Regions from separate parts of the Mus musculus genome. Here all the other regions are linked to region 1. A link is a contact called in public HiChIP or PLAC-seq data. All regions are on one chromosome and are shown on one strand. Each heading gives the region's core, a stretch centred on a gene start, on an enhancer-like site or on the middle of the called end of the contact. The rest is flanking DNA. Distances are from core to core; before and after follow the strand shown.

Region 1 (4,889 bases), core at 1,345-3,844:
AGAGCCAAAAACAGATCTAAAAAAGGATGTGTGTGTGTGTGTGTGTGTGTGTGTGTGCGCGTGCGTGCGTGCGTGTGTGTGTGTGTGTGTGTGATGACTTTGTATTTTTTTTCTCTGCTGTGGTTTCAAATCCAAATCAATAAACAAGTAAATAGCAAATCTTAGATCCAAGGCGACAAAAGGTGGATAGGTTCTGTGTTAGAAGGCAGGAAATGTGTCGACTGTAACTGTACAACCGGAATCATATGGATAGTGTGGATTAGCAGAGGGCTGGAGCCTGACTCCACCAATCCCGGCCATGATGGATAAGGAGGAAGAAGGCCCTGGCTAGAGAGCACAGGCAGGCCGTGGGGTAGGCATGGCAGATGGACCTCAGGAGGCAGGGCTGGGAGCTCTGGGACTGAGCCCTGGGTTTGGGGAAGAGCAGACAGAGGGACTTTAGAAAGCAGCAGGGAACCCCAAGCCTCACTCTGTACTAACTCACTCGCTCAGACAAGAGTATACCTAGACCTAGAAACAATGGTGGTAACATCAGTGAACTGGATTAAACAGGACAGAACCACCAAGCAATCGGGCCAGAAGCAGGCCCAGGGAGGGAGCATCAGTTTCTGGCCTCTGGACAGATGGATGTGCGGCTCAGGTCAGGATCCCACAGAGCAGCTAGTGCTGAGTATGGGTGGCACCCAGCCATGTTCCTTTCGCTTCTGTCCTAGATCGGCTAAGAAACTGCATAGGTGATTTGTTTCAAGGCAAAGGCTCATCAGAACCAGGAGAGTTATTATGAGCTGAGGCCAGTCATTATAGTGAGTTCAAGGCTAGCCTGGGCTAGCTATAGAGAGACACTATCTCAAAAAAGAAAAAGCCAAGCAGAAAAAGAAAGAAGAAAAAAAGAAAAAAGCCAAAAGCCACCTCTGAAACGGTCTGGGGAATACTGAAGAAGAGATTGGGGAATCATGGTCCCTGTGGCACTGTCTGCCCCTAAGGGTGTAGAACCAGATCTCTTCCAGAGCCTTGAGGGCCAGCAGCTGGAAGCTGAAGCAGACCCACCCTAGCCTGGGGGTAGGGGGAGTCCTTATTACAGGGTGTGATTCAGGCTGCAGAGGACAGTAAAGGGACAGTCCCTTTTGAAAGAAAAAGAGCCAACACCTTAGGGTGCACCCTGGATAGTTCGTGATCCTCAATATTGGATCATGAGAAATGTAGGATCCTGGAGAGAGGACTCTGGTTAGGAGCCCTCCCTGCTCTTGCAGAGAATGGGAGTTCGTTTCTCAGCACCCGTGTCAAGCAGTAACTCTCCGGGGTATTTGATTTCTTTTTCTGGCTTCCTTAGGCATTTGCTCGTGTCTGTCTGTCTGTTCATCTGTTTCATACCCCCTCCCCCCTACGGGAACACATATACACCAATGAAATATAAAAACAAATCTTTTTTTAAAAAGAGGAAAACTGGGAAAATAATGTCCTTTGGTTTTTAAAATAAAAAATGGGCACCTACTTTATATTCTTCCTCTGCCCTTGTCCCCACCCACAATGGTCTTTTACTTTCAAATAAGCTTAGTGAAGTCAGCCCACACCTCCCACAGGCTGAGTAGTAACTAGAGCAAACACACAAAACCCACTGTGGTAGGTCACAGAAGAGCTTCGCCTCCAGCCTAGAGAAACCAAACCGTCAAAGCAGACCACTCACCAAAGGCTGTCAGTTGATTTGAAAAACAGTGCAAGAAGCACCATTTACCATCTGTAACACACACACGCACACACACACACACACATATACATACATATACATGCACACATGTATATACACACATATACACATACACACATATATATACATACATATACACATACATATACATAAACACATGTATACACATATACACACATATATATACACACACACATATATACAGACATAGACACATGCACACATATGCACACACATAAACACATAAACATGAACATATATACACATACACAATATACATACACATGCATACACACATATACACACATATGTACATACATACATACATACACACATTTGTACGTGTTTCTTTATTGGGAGAGCTTGTCTGGTAGCTCCAGGATCACTTTATTCCTGTTATAACACATAGTCCCCTGTCCCCTAAGAAAGCACTCTCATGTTCAAGTTTTCACCTTTCTTACTCTCATCTCTAGCCCTCATTCTCTCTCTCCCTTCCCCCTGTCTCCAGGTAGCCATGGCCAGCCTCTCTCTCTCTCTTTCCCCCTGCTTTCTACAATAAAGCTCTAAACCCATAAGAGAGAGAGAGAGAGAGAGAGAGAGAGACAGAGCAAGCAAGCACTCTCACTGTCCCCATGTCCCCATTACTGGAGTCACTTCAACCTAGAGCTTTGGCAGTAACCTCACAAAGACCTTTGCTGCCTTCAGCCTGATCCTCACCCAACAGCCTGGGTAGGAAGTGAGATTCTATCTCCCTCTTGTCCAGCAGTCCCTGATGATTTCCTAACAGAACAACTCAGTGTCAGGAAGATCTGCCCAGGACTCCTGGGACTTTCTACCTCACTGACCTCCAGCCTCATCAGCTTCCCGCCCTGCTGCCTTTCAGCCACATGAGTCACCGCCCTGCTATTCCTGACCACATCTGTCCCTGGTCCCCAGGGACTGGCCTTAGCGCCTCTGCCTGGAGCTGTCTCCAGAGGTGACAGCCTCTGGCTTACTCCATGGCTTCTTGGATCTTTGCTTAAGTCTTTACAGTCTGTGGCCTGGCCTGTCATTCTGAGCCTCCTGACTCTCTGTTCCAGGCAGTGTTTTCTTTCCTCTCTGGATAGTTATCCTCCCTTGACATAATTACAATTAATTCCTATATTATATCTATTGCTTACTGTTAGCCCTCCTAAACCTATGCCCCCAAAGCCAATGGTTTGACTCAAGTGCTTACAACAGTATCAGCCTAGCACACTGTGGGCCTCTGGCCCACGCTCTCTGATCAAGGAGGGAACGTGTGAACACTTTCAGTATCTGTTCCTTCATCTAGGTACCTATGTGGATCTGTGCAGTGCACTGCCGGCTGCTCCTCTCTGTTGCCCCTAGTAGCTGTCCTTCAGGGACCTGTGACCATTTCATTTGGTCACGTTGTTTATAAATAATATCAAAGTCCTTTTCATCCACCCATGGAATCATAATTTGTTTGTACATCCTAAACAACCCAGTCTGCACATACAGCTGCTTCAGTGTCAGAAGCTTATCCAGGAGAGTCCAACATTCTCTTCTGGCATCTGCAGGTACCTGCACTTGTATGCAAAACCTACACACACACACACACACACACACACACACACACATACACACACACTAACACACACACCTATCCCTCCTTACCTACACACATACACATATACATACACCCCTACACACATACACACACTAACACACACACCTATCCCTCCTCACTTATACACACACACACACACACACACCCTTACACATATAAACACACTAACACACGCCTGTCACACACATGCCTATACACATACACACATAACACACATACCTACCTCCACCTCACCTATACACACACACCTATACACATGCACATACTAATATACATACTGCTTATACACATAACACACTAACATATACCTATACACACCTACATACATACATGCCTATACACTTCTATACACCATACACCTACATAGACACACACACCTACACACACATCCTCCTACACACATGTACACACATAGACCTACACACACATTTAGACACACTTATACACACATTCTTACATACACATACACACTACATACACGTAAGCCTACATACACACACTACATACATACAGGCCTACACACATACCTATACACATATTTATACAGAGATATATGCATACATACCCATACACACACACACACACACACACACACACACACACACACACACACACACACACACAAATATATAAAATGTTAAAAATAAATCCTTTAGAAAGTCAAAGCTACCGGGGTGTTGTTATACACACCTTTAATCCTAGCACTTAGAAGGCAGAAGCAGGTGGATCTTTGTGAGTTTGAGGCCAGCCTGGTCTACATAGTGAGTTCCAGGACAGCCAAGGCTACTTAGACCTGTATCCCCCACTACCCCCAGGCTATTTTAAAGTTTACCCATTTTCTTTATGATATTATATCTCCATTTGATAAAAGTCAGCCACGCATTTACTGAGCCCACATTTACTATTCTCTTTTACTTGTGAAGCTACAGGCAAGCAATGCCTCCACCCCGCCCCTGCCAGACCTCCCTTTACAGACTAGGTTCTGTAGACTACTCTACCCATGATGACTCTCAGCAGAAGCAGCTGTACCTTAGGCACTGAGAAATTCTCAGGGAAAATATAATTATTCTCTGTGTGTGTCTTATTGCTTATATCAATGTCTGTTTAAAGGACTAGGAGAAGGCTTGGCAGATAAAGTGCTCACTTTGCGAGGATACTGAATATATATATATTTTTTTTTTCAGAAAACAGATAGATAGATAGATAGATAGATAGATAGATAGATAGATAGACCGACTGACCGACCGACCAACCGACCAACAGACAGACAGATTATTTTTTTGAGACCAGCTCTGACTATGGCCTTGAACTCACAGAGATCTGTCTGTTGCCTGTCTCCTTGGTGCTAGGATTAAAGGTTTGTACCATCATGCCTGGATCAAAAAGAATACTTGGGCATATTCGTTTTCAATTTGAAAAACTGCTGGACTTCCAGTTGGAGACAGAGGCAGGAACAGTTCATTTTTATGCCATAAAGTTAAGAAATTATTTTAAAAATATTCTGGCAGATGCTATAAGCCTTGAGTCTCAAGTTCCAGAAGGCGGGAAAGCCCATAGCAAGGTCAGAGTCACAGC
Region 2 (4,889 bases), core at 1,353-3,852, 370 kb after region 1:
CTTTTGCCAAGAAACAACAAGGATAAGTTATGTGTAGTTTGGTTAAATATATAAGATGAGCGGCATAAGCACATGTGCACACACACGCACACTCATGCTGTATATGTGTGTGTGTGTGTGCATACCTGCATTGGAGGCCTAACAGCATGGTCTTTGCATATAACGTACATATATTCACTGGTAAACTTGAAATTGTCTCTGAGTTATTATTGTGTGTGTGTGTGTGTGTGTGTGTGTGTATGCGTGTATGTGAGCACACATGTGTATACAGGAACATGCAGAAGTCAGAAAAAGAGTTGGATCCCCTGGAATTAGAGTTAAAGGCAGTTGTGAGCCTCCATGTGGGTGCTGGGAACTAAACCACAGTCCTCTGCAAAAACAAGTACTCTTAACCAGTGACCCATCTCTCCAATCCCTATTCTACATTCTTTATGGAATAAAAAATAATAAAAAAAAGTACTATTTGGTTCAATTTTTCTTTTAAATGTTTTCACTCTGTAGAACCCACAGGAGGGCCAAACATATCCATCCACATCAGAAGCACAGCATAAATAGAGGTGTGGAGATGCTGTCCCTGAAGGTGAGAATATTAGACAGGAAGTAGACATGAGTCTCACATCACAGCCACCTAGGGAGCATCGCTGGGGCTGGGGAGTTGTCTAGGCAGCTAGTGTGTGCTCTATGCAAGTGTAAGGGCTGGAGTTTGGATTCCTAGACTCTTTCGGGAAGACAAGTGTGGCAGGTGAGCTGTAACTACAACCTCAGAAGGCAGAGGGGACCCCCAGGACAAGCTGAGAGACACTAGCCTTTTCGGGAGAGCTCCGGGTCTGGCTGAGAAACCTGTGTCTGGTATGAAAGAGCAGCTGGGATGATTCCTGATATCAACCTCCAGCCTCCGCATGCACCCATGCAAGCCTGAGTCCACCACACACATGCAAACATGCATATACACACATGTGCACCAGACACATGCACATGAATATTAGATAAATTAAATCAAAAGCAGACCTCCTGGGACCCGCATCCCAAGGATAATTAATCAGCATTGCCCTAAATTGCAGCCGTGGGTGTGAACCGCTCGCACACTGTTGGTGTGGACCACTTGCACAGACATGTGAAACACTCAATGGTCTGTTTGAAACCCATATCCCATCACCACTAGCAGCCTAACCCTGCCCTGCTACCCTTTGGTCCAGTGGAACGATCATGCCTCCTACAAACATGCATTCTGCTGACAGGAAAGTAAATCACACACGTGTGTCGAATGTCCCGCCTAAGTCAGATCATCTATGAAAGAGCTGATTGTTATAATCTCATTTTGAGTGTGTTAGAAAACAACACGCAGAATCCACATATGTACGATAAGGTTGGAATAAAAATGGGGATTTCAACAAACTCCCATCCGGAGGTTTTAACGAATAAGAGAAAAATAAAAAGACCTTTTGCAAGAGGGAAAAAAATGAACAACATTGGTTTTGTTACAGTTTAAGAGGAACCTACCCAAAATCACAGAACTGAACAGCTAATCCCTGTTGACACAGCAGAGTGGACTGAGTCTGGGCTTCAGGGCCTTTGATTTCTACTCACAGCCATTAGCATCGGTCTGACTGCTGAAATCCTGCAGGCAGGAAGCCAGAGGCGGTCAGGAGAGCTGAGCCCAAGTTGGCTGTATTCTGGGTTCTCTGTGAGGCCCCAGGGAAGATAAATGAACCCTCAGCCTCTCTCCCTACACCGACCGACCGCTGCCTTCCTGCAGACTCCAGATCTCCTTCTGAGAGATGCAATCTGAAGTCTCAGCCATATAATAAGGGTGAATTTCTGACTGGTCCCAATTCCACAACTCTCACAAAGAAAGTAAAATCTGCCCAAAGTTTCTAACTTCAGATAACCTTCTAGGTTATCTGAAGAGCCGGAAAGATGGCCCCACAAGGACAAAGGCCCCAAGGGTCTGGCACCCTCCACGGCCCATGTGGATACCTGCATATGCAGATGCACATACACAAACAAAGATAAAATAAAAATCTTTTAAAAAGAAAAGTCCACTTGAACTCATAATTTAATTTTTTCTCACTAATGTTCCTTAAAATTTGCAAATTTCCTTTTTCCTTCATAGACCACGCATTGGGGGAAAATACTGGTTGCTACCTACACAAATTCCCAAAAATAATGTCCAGTATGTTACTTTTGTAGTAGTAGTAGGAATAGTTGTTGTTGTTGTTGCATTAATTGCTGAATCATCATAAAAATATTTTTAAGTGATGTGGGACAAGTTTTTCTAGTGAGGAGGACTGAGTTGCTTCCCTCCACTTCATTATTTGTCCGTATTACATAATACTTAATTTTCTCTCTTCAGGAGCATAATGAGATACAGACAGACAGACAGCAAATGTCCTTGCTGGAATTAGTGTGCACACTCATCAGTTATGTGCAGCCGATCAACATCTGCTTTCTAGTACAGAGCGGCCAAAGCTTCTCTCACGCAGACTCACGGATCCTTCAGAGCAACTGAATTTCAGGCAATGGCATTGCACAGCACGTGACTTGTCTCCAGTGAAGCACAGCGCCAGACACTGCAGGAGTTACATAACCACAGGCTGCTGCTGGCAGAGCCGCCTCAGTGGCTCAGCCGTCCGTGTCTCCTCCAACCACACCCTGCAGCTCTGATATGCAGTGTACACATGTGTTGTCATGTGCCTGGGGACTTTCTTGGCAGTGAACACAAGACACGGTTTCCTGCCTACCAGTAGGGAGAGGTCTTTTTTAAAAGTGATCACACTGTATACAGATCATATCAGGACAGAAGTCACCACAAGCCACAGCAAAAGCAGGTGTCAAATGTACACTGTACAACTCTCCCCCTGCCCTTTCAAATAAACTTTTAGATTGTGGCTACATTGGGATAATTTATTTAAGATGTTATAGTAAGTATAACCAATTGTCAATCATAAGTGTTTCTCCAAATGTGAGCCCCAAGGAACAACTAACTCCAGACACACATGGTTTGTTCCCAGCGCTTGGACAGAACACGCACTATCATGAGATATCATGAGTATATCTAGTTTCCTGGTGATGCTACTCTGTTAACGCTGAGCTCACATGAGTGTGGTGAATGTGACTGAGCATCTACGCACCCCCAGGCCTTCTCTTATGCTAATGCTGGGCCCTAGTGAAAAAGCACTGAATGCCAAATGGACACCTATCCTTTTCTGTATTCGAATTCTCATTCTAAAAAAAAAGTCTATCTACATACAAAGATCCTGAACCCAGGTATAAAGCAATCAATGTGTGCCTGCTATTTTCAAAAACAAGAGCTTGGCAGGCAACCTGCGATGGTATGAACTTGACACATGAAGAGAAAGCAGAGACTACCCACAAACACACAGAAGAAGTGACAAACATGTGTTTTTCAGGATTCCAAGATGCACCTATGTCTTTATTAAATACCAAAGTAATACCGAAGGAAGCGATTTAATATTACAGTAGCTAAAATTAAACAGGGGAAGAGTTGTTTAAAATAACACCAATGACTAGAATTCTGAATAAAACCTGAACTAGATTTAGGTAGAAACAGTTTTGATCTCACCTGGCTTGAATATTTAAAATTATATAGTGAGAATTCAAAGTATCAATGAGAAGAAATGAAAACATTTATATAATTTAAAGGTTTGTACTCAGCTACTCCAAGAGACATCATTTATGGAACAGTGACGCCTACTGGTAACTTGTGATATTGCATCTCAATTGTAGCCCTGCTCTATGGTCTGCCCACTGACATCTAAGGAGGCAGGGAGGCCATATACACAGGTGTTGAAGTTGGAGCAACCAAAATATGTTATAGACACTCAGAAGTATGTCACAAATAATGCTATTAGTTTGTGCAAATAATTTATGCTTAAAAAATGAATCCAGGCCTGACAAGATAGGCAAGTAAGCCTGGTTCAAACCTAAGCTTAATCCAGCCTCACTCACAAAGTTGTCCTCCTCCACAGCACCCACTATAGTAAGTGATTTTCAAAAGATTTCAATGTAAATATTGCTACCAGGAGGTGAGCCATGAAGACAGGGACCAGCAAGAGAGCAGCATCCTCAAGTCCCTATGGCCTGCCCATCACCAAAGCTTTCCAAAGCCCAGGTCTCCACGCCCTCTCTTCTATACCTTCTGTCTGATACATTTTAGTTTGGGTTTTATGACAGACATACAAAGTTATCCTTGATCAGATATATCTCAAATACATCTCAGAAGTTCCGGTCTGGACAGCTACAGTCCTCTTCCACGGACCTCACTGTCTTGGGTATTGCTCACCAACGTCATCACATCAGGTACACCTCAAAGAGTGAGCCAGCTCTCATCAAAACCCCCAAGCCAGTAAGTTCAGGGATGAATTCCACTCTCACAGCCTTGACTATCATACCTTGGGAAGATAGTTTGAACTCTCCAAATCTATACTCCAGGATGACAGAAACAAGCCTCCATACCTCACAAACAGGAAACTCAACACACGGCAAACTGTATCCTGAGCATGGTGTGTGCATACGTTTGCCTGTGCTCCATCCTAGGCAGTGATCCCCATCTTCTAGGATATTTCTCTTTCCGTGACCCTAAGGCCTATAAGACTTACTTCTTAAAATTAGCTCTTCTCATGGGCCTGGAAAAACGGCTCAGTGGTTAACAGCACTGGCTACTCTTGCTCAGGAGCCTGGGTTCAACTCTCAGCTCCCACGGGGTGGCTGGGTACCCTCTGTAACTCCAGTTCCCAGGATGCCATGCCCTCTTTAGGACTCTACAGGTACTGCATACACATGGTACATATACACGCATACAAGCAAGACACCTCTATACATAAAGCAATAAGAATTAAGTCTTCAAAGTGTCATTTCTCTCTCCATTC
Region 3 (4,889 bases), core at 1,170-3,669, 280 kb after region 1:
TAGGTTACTGACTTACATTTGACACTGGTTTATGGGTACTCTACCTAGCAAAAGCAAGCCATCTGCCTTGACTCCGCAGCTTTCCATGAGGAATACAGAGAGTTTCTTTAGCATTCCAGTGTTTGTGATGACTCTCGGGTCTCCATTAAAACACAAAATCTACAAATGTGTGGGGCAGCCCTACCCTGACACACTGTGTTTTGCAACAATCAATCAATACTTGTTTATCAAGTAGACAAAATATGCTCTGGGGACTTCATAGTGAACAAGTGGCTAAATATTTATTAACACTCAGGTTGTGCAGCTATACCTGGCTTTCTACAGGAGATCTGGGCATCCAAACTCTGTGAGCCATCAGGTTAGTTCCAATCTGATGAGTCATGCTTTGGGGAAACAGATAAACAAACAACAACAACACAACCTCTCCTCCTCCTCCTCCAACAACAACAACAAACAACAACATAACCTCTTTGTCACTCTAGAGACAGGTCTAACATTTTTCAAAGCTAGTCTCAGTGGAGTGTGGTAACTCATGCCTGTATCTAAACACATGGCAAGCTGAAGCAGGAGGATTGCTCTGAGTTCAACACCAGGCTGAGCTACAAAGTGAATTTTAGGCCAACCTGGGTTACTCAGTGAAACCCTGTCTCTCAAACAAACAAGTAACTGTAATAAAAAGCAAAAGCAATATAAATCACTAAAGCCAATCCTTAGCCATCAGGTGGGAATCTTTTTCTTTAATGTTTTGCATATTTCTATTAATTTCACATAATAAGCATATCTTATATTTACTGGGATGATGTCTTTAGAAATTCCTCTATACTTTTGAAGATCTCAGAAGTAAGAAGTTGGTCCTTTATAAAAGAAAATTCAATGTCAGTCATCTTGGAACTCAGCTTGGTCTCATGATGATTTGTCTGTGGCTTCCTGTCCAGCATGGCTGCTTCTTACTCTAGGCTCTCCCCAACCCTCTGCTTCCTGGGCAGGCTCATTAGACTCCTGCTTCCTACACCCAGGTCCAGATCAAGTCAACATCCATCCATAAATCCACTGGTCATCATTGGTCTTGCGTCTTTCTCATCTCTTGGTCCTTTAACTAGACCTTGAGATCTCTGAGGTAAAACAGCTTTACTAATCTTAGGGTCTCTCAGCCTAGCATTATGCCGACTGCACAGTGGTACCCAACAACACTTGTGAAACTGAGGGAGTTGAAATCACCTTGAAGAACCTTATTTTCCTCAGCAAACATGCTTGTGAGGAAGAAGTACATTCAAAATGTGGGGAGGAAAGAAGAACTCCCTCTAGGTTTAAAAATCTTGTTTATCTTGGGATTAAAAAAAAAAAAAACACTGACTACTTTGCCAGGACAATTCAGTTGGCATGGCCGGAACCATCCCTAGCATAAACAAATTCCACAGAAGCCTAGCAGTTAAAGCTCCAGTAGACGTGGATGGTGTCTCTCAGGGTGGTCATCTGAGCAACATCTCCCCTGAAACATCTTCCTTGAGTCACTGCACACCATCCTCATGATTGAAGGATGTTGTTCTCCAACATGGTAACCCACGTGTGTACGAGACAGTTGAGCCTGAGTTGCTTCCGAGAGCATGGTTGACACCTCACCATTCACTATGTCTGGAGGAGGAAAGCAACCTGCCTCTGCTGGCCCCTTGCCATGATGGCTCGGTGACTCTGAAGCAGATTGTAGTAGGGGTGGACAGTACAGCCCACGTTAACAGACGTCTGTCTGACCTGAATTTGCTGGGTGCTTTCACGATTGCCTTCCCTGGGTATCACTCACGATTGTTGAGTGGTTTCTCTGTTTTACAGTTACTCCTCTCCCCATTGTTACTGCTTAAGAATATCACGGGCAGATTCTTAAAGTACAACGCTCTTGTGTTTTTTCTTCATAGTCACCCCTTGTTTTGAGCATTCATTGAGTATTATGACTAGCCAAACGGTGACATACAATTTCTATCACTCTTCAACTTTCTTAACTGGGACAGTAGCAAAAAGAACATCATCTTTTCCCTATTCATACAGACCCCAGGTTGGTTTTATTCTATGCTTTATAGTATACGACTGTCGATCTTTTTTTTTTCAAAACGTTCTCAGATCTGTCTGCTGAAGTCCTTTCCAGTTGGAGCCTATCGTGTTGTCTGCCCCCATCACTCCAAGGCACTTACTAGGAGAACTTTGATTTACATTCGCCCTGTCTTTACACAGTTTTGAATTAAGCCTAAAGAACAGGTGCTTAGCCTGTTTGAAAAACTCCAGCATCAAGAACTGTCACCAGCACACAGCAGTTTTCTTCTGCACAATGTGGCCACGCATATCTGCCCACTCTGCCCATATATGCAGTGTGTGGTCAAGACTTAGAGGTTGTGGTGACTTTGATCAAGACTTTAACCTTAGTCATAAAGTTGTCATGAGCTGACTCACACAGACTGTAGTCATGTGACTCAGACTCATCATGGGGTTTTATGGTGCCCTATGTGTATGCTCTGCCTTCCCTAAGAAGCACCCACACTCTGGCATCCTAGGACTGAGCCTCCATCTTGCTACTATTATTGACTCAAAAATCTTTTTCAAGAGTGATGTTTACACTTGTTCCCAGTAACCAGGCTCTACATGGCCTAGGGATCTGTGTCTTCCAGCCTCATGTTTGTTATATCTGCTTCTTTTAGGGGCTGAAGGTCTTCACTGGGTTTTCATGGCTCTGTATGTCAAATGAAAGGTTGATATTAGATGATGTCCAGGTCTGTCTCCATCTTAAAGACTGTATTTCTCTTTACTGGGGCTCTGCCATGTAACCTCAGTGGTCTGAGCACAGGAGATAGTAACTGATCATTTTGTGATGGGTTCTTACCCTCAAGATCTGTGATCCTCTGTACTAAGAGCTCATCACCAAAGTAAGACCAGATCAAGGGGAGAGAAAGGCATCCCCACTTCTGCCCACATGATGGATGCATGCATTCGTTGCCGTTCTCCTGCTATGCAGTGACTTGCCTGCTCTACTGTTCACAATTCCCCCATCCCTGCTGTGCACTCAGAAACACAACAAGCTCAACTATGCCAGCTCAAACTGCAGCTAAGATGAAGGCTTTGATGCCCATGGGATCTGACAAAGACTGGAAAACGGTCAGTTGTTCTTGGGCTCCCATCTCTCCTCATTGTCTCCAGTTCCTCTGAGATTTGCTTACATAGCTGTTGCTGTTATGGTACCATCTCTCATGTCTCCCTCAGGATGGCAGTGACAGTATTCACCTTCTAACAACCACTCTTGGTCCAACAGTCAGGAACTGCTAATGCTCTGCTGACAGCATCTCACCAACCCTATGTGCCCCAGGGTCACTCCAAAGCTATTATTTGCTTATTTCTCTCATGTTTGCCTCCCACCCATTCTTCTACCCATTCCAAAGTTACTCTCCAGGTTGTACCTCATACCTGTAACAGATTGTTCTCAAGCAATTTGCTAAACCTGAACAATATTCAAAAACCCCACCCAATTCTTATGGAATTTCATGCTTCACTTCAAATTCCTGTCTTTGCTTTTGTAAAAGCTCATGCACTACCAGATTAATGATACCAATTTCATAGTCAATATCCTTCATTGTCCACCATTTCAGTATATTGTAGGCTGTGTGTTTCTAAGGATGAGATTATTAGTGTTATAAATGTACAGTATTATAGAATCAAAACATGTATTTTGTGGGTATGCTTACTACAAAACACCCAGACAAGACAGAAAGTAAAATATAATTGTGATCCTTTCATCAAAATACTTGCGCATCAGGCTCTCACTTACATAACTGCGATAACGCAGAATAAAGTATGTTTGATCACTCTAATTATGTGGAAGCAACATAATCCCCCCAGTAGTTACACATTCATGAAATTTCTGTAAAACAACATTTCTACTGGCCACGGTTTTCAGTCTACTCTACTTACTACCTCTACACTCTCAATGAATACAGAAAAAATATTCATTGAGAACTAAGCTTCTTTGTTTTGAAGCTCTAGAGACTTAAGGAATGCAATTTGAGAATTTTTTTGTGATTTTTTTTCCCCAGGCATCCATCTTTTGCAGAAAGACAAGCACTTGCCTTCATCACCGTCATCCCCGAATGGGTAGAAGAGAGCCACAGCCAGGTTGATGAACACAGCCAGGTTGAAGGAGATGCTCCCCCAGAGTGAGATGTGCCTGGAGAACCAGAACAGGGCGGGGTTGTCTAGGAAGCAACAAGAACAGGGGTGAGAATGGCCAGTATATGCTGCCGTCAACACAGGAGCCCTGCCGAGCTAACAGTATGGGCAATGCGATTGTGACTGGTCACAGAAGTGCGTCTGAAGAAACCGTGACTTACTTAGAAAGCATATTATAAGACCAGATGGTAAAGGCATTTTTCTTAGTTCCTTTTTTATCCTTCAAGAGTGTGAGCAAAGGTGATTCTACAGTAAATCCCTAGATTCTGGACCATGCAAATTAGGGGAACGTGGCAAATGGTTCACGGGCCCCACTCACTGGAGGACTGATAATACTGATGGGTAGGATGGTCTTATCCTCACGATGTAATTTCATAAAAGCCAGGAGGGCAGACTCAGGTATATATCTACTGGAAAGACTTTTACAGGTGCAGTTACCTGGAAACCGCAGTCTCAGCACTGCAGCTCAGCATGCATGGGAACCAGAGAGACATAATGGTTTCCCAGGCCTGCAGTCTCAGCATCCACTGAGAGGCTGAGGCAGAAGGATGCCTACAAGTTTGATAGCAACATGGGAGTCTGAGGCCAGCCTCGGTTATGCAGTGAGACCCCACTTTTTAAAAATGCTATAGTATTATCTACACTTTTAATTTGAATGTTTCTAATTATGTTCTGGTTTTGAAGCC

The links. HiChIP or PLAC-seq counts read pairs in DNA pulled down with a chosen protein or histone mark.
Region 2: a contact with region 1 is called in a RAD21 HiChIP or PLAC-seq map of pro-B cells, with 6 times the contacts expected there. The contact joins two enhancer-like sites. A contact is called at or near these places in 2 of 15 datasets of contacts at CTCF or cohesin (large pre-B cells and pro-B cells), 1 of 484 Hi-C or Micro-C datasets (bone marrow-derived macrophages) and 1 of 115 datasets of contacts at active chromatin or transcription factors (pancreatic cancer cells).
Region 3: a FOXA1 HiChIP or PLAC-seq map of pancreatic cancer cells shows a contact between it and region 1. The contact joins two enhancer-like sites. A contact is called at or near these places in 1 of 39 promoter capture datasets (cranial neural crest), 1 of 484 Hi-C or Micro-C datasets (bone marrow-derived macrophages) and 1 of 115 datasets of contacts at active chromatin or transcription factors (pancreatic cancer cells).

The regions. Positions count from the first base shown.
Region 1 is chr6:145,903,702-145,908,590 of GRCm38.p6, forward strand. No RefSeq gene overlaps it. Among named protein-coding and RNA genes, the nearest start is that of Gm32675, 8.1 kb to the right of the region's middle. Within about 2 kb of position 2,595, at least 74 of the 459 cell types and tissues checked have an H3K27ac peak or open chromatin away from gene starts, as enhancers often do. A contact at or near this core is called in pancreatic cancer cells and pro-B cells, where this site is marked.
Region 2 is chr6:146,268,724-146,273,612 of GRCm38.p6, forward strand. The region is part of intron 37 of Itpr2 (inositol 1,4,5-triphosphate receptor 2); the gene reads right to left. Among named protein-coding and RNA genes, the nearest start is that of Gm35596, 51 kb to the left of the region's middle. Within about 2 kb of position 2,603, at least 182 of the 459 cell types and tissues checked have an H3K27ac peak or open chromatin away from gene starts, as enhancers often do. A contact at or near this core is called in pancreatic cancer cells and pro-B cells, where this site is marked.
Region 3 is chr6:146,183,337-146,188,225 of GRCm38.p6, forward strand. It overlaps Itpr2 (inositol 1,4,5-triphosphate receptor 2), which reads right to left. Exons shown (of 57, transcript NM_019923.4): 48 at 4,104-4,229. Gm35768 (a long non-coding RNA gene) reads left to right here. Exons shown (of 5, transcript XR_003956373.1): 5 at 4,071-4,889. Among named protein-coding and RNA genes, the nearest start is that of Gm35707, 12 kb to the right of the region's middle. Within about 2 kb of position 2,420, at least 44 of the 459 cell types and tissues checked have an H3K27ac peak or open chromatin away from gene starts, as enhancers often do. A contact at or near this core is called in pancreatic cancer cells, where this site is marked.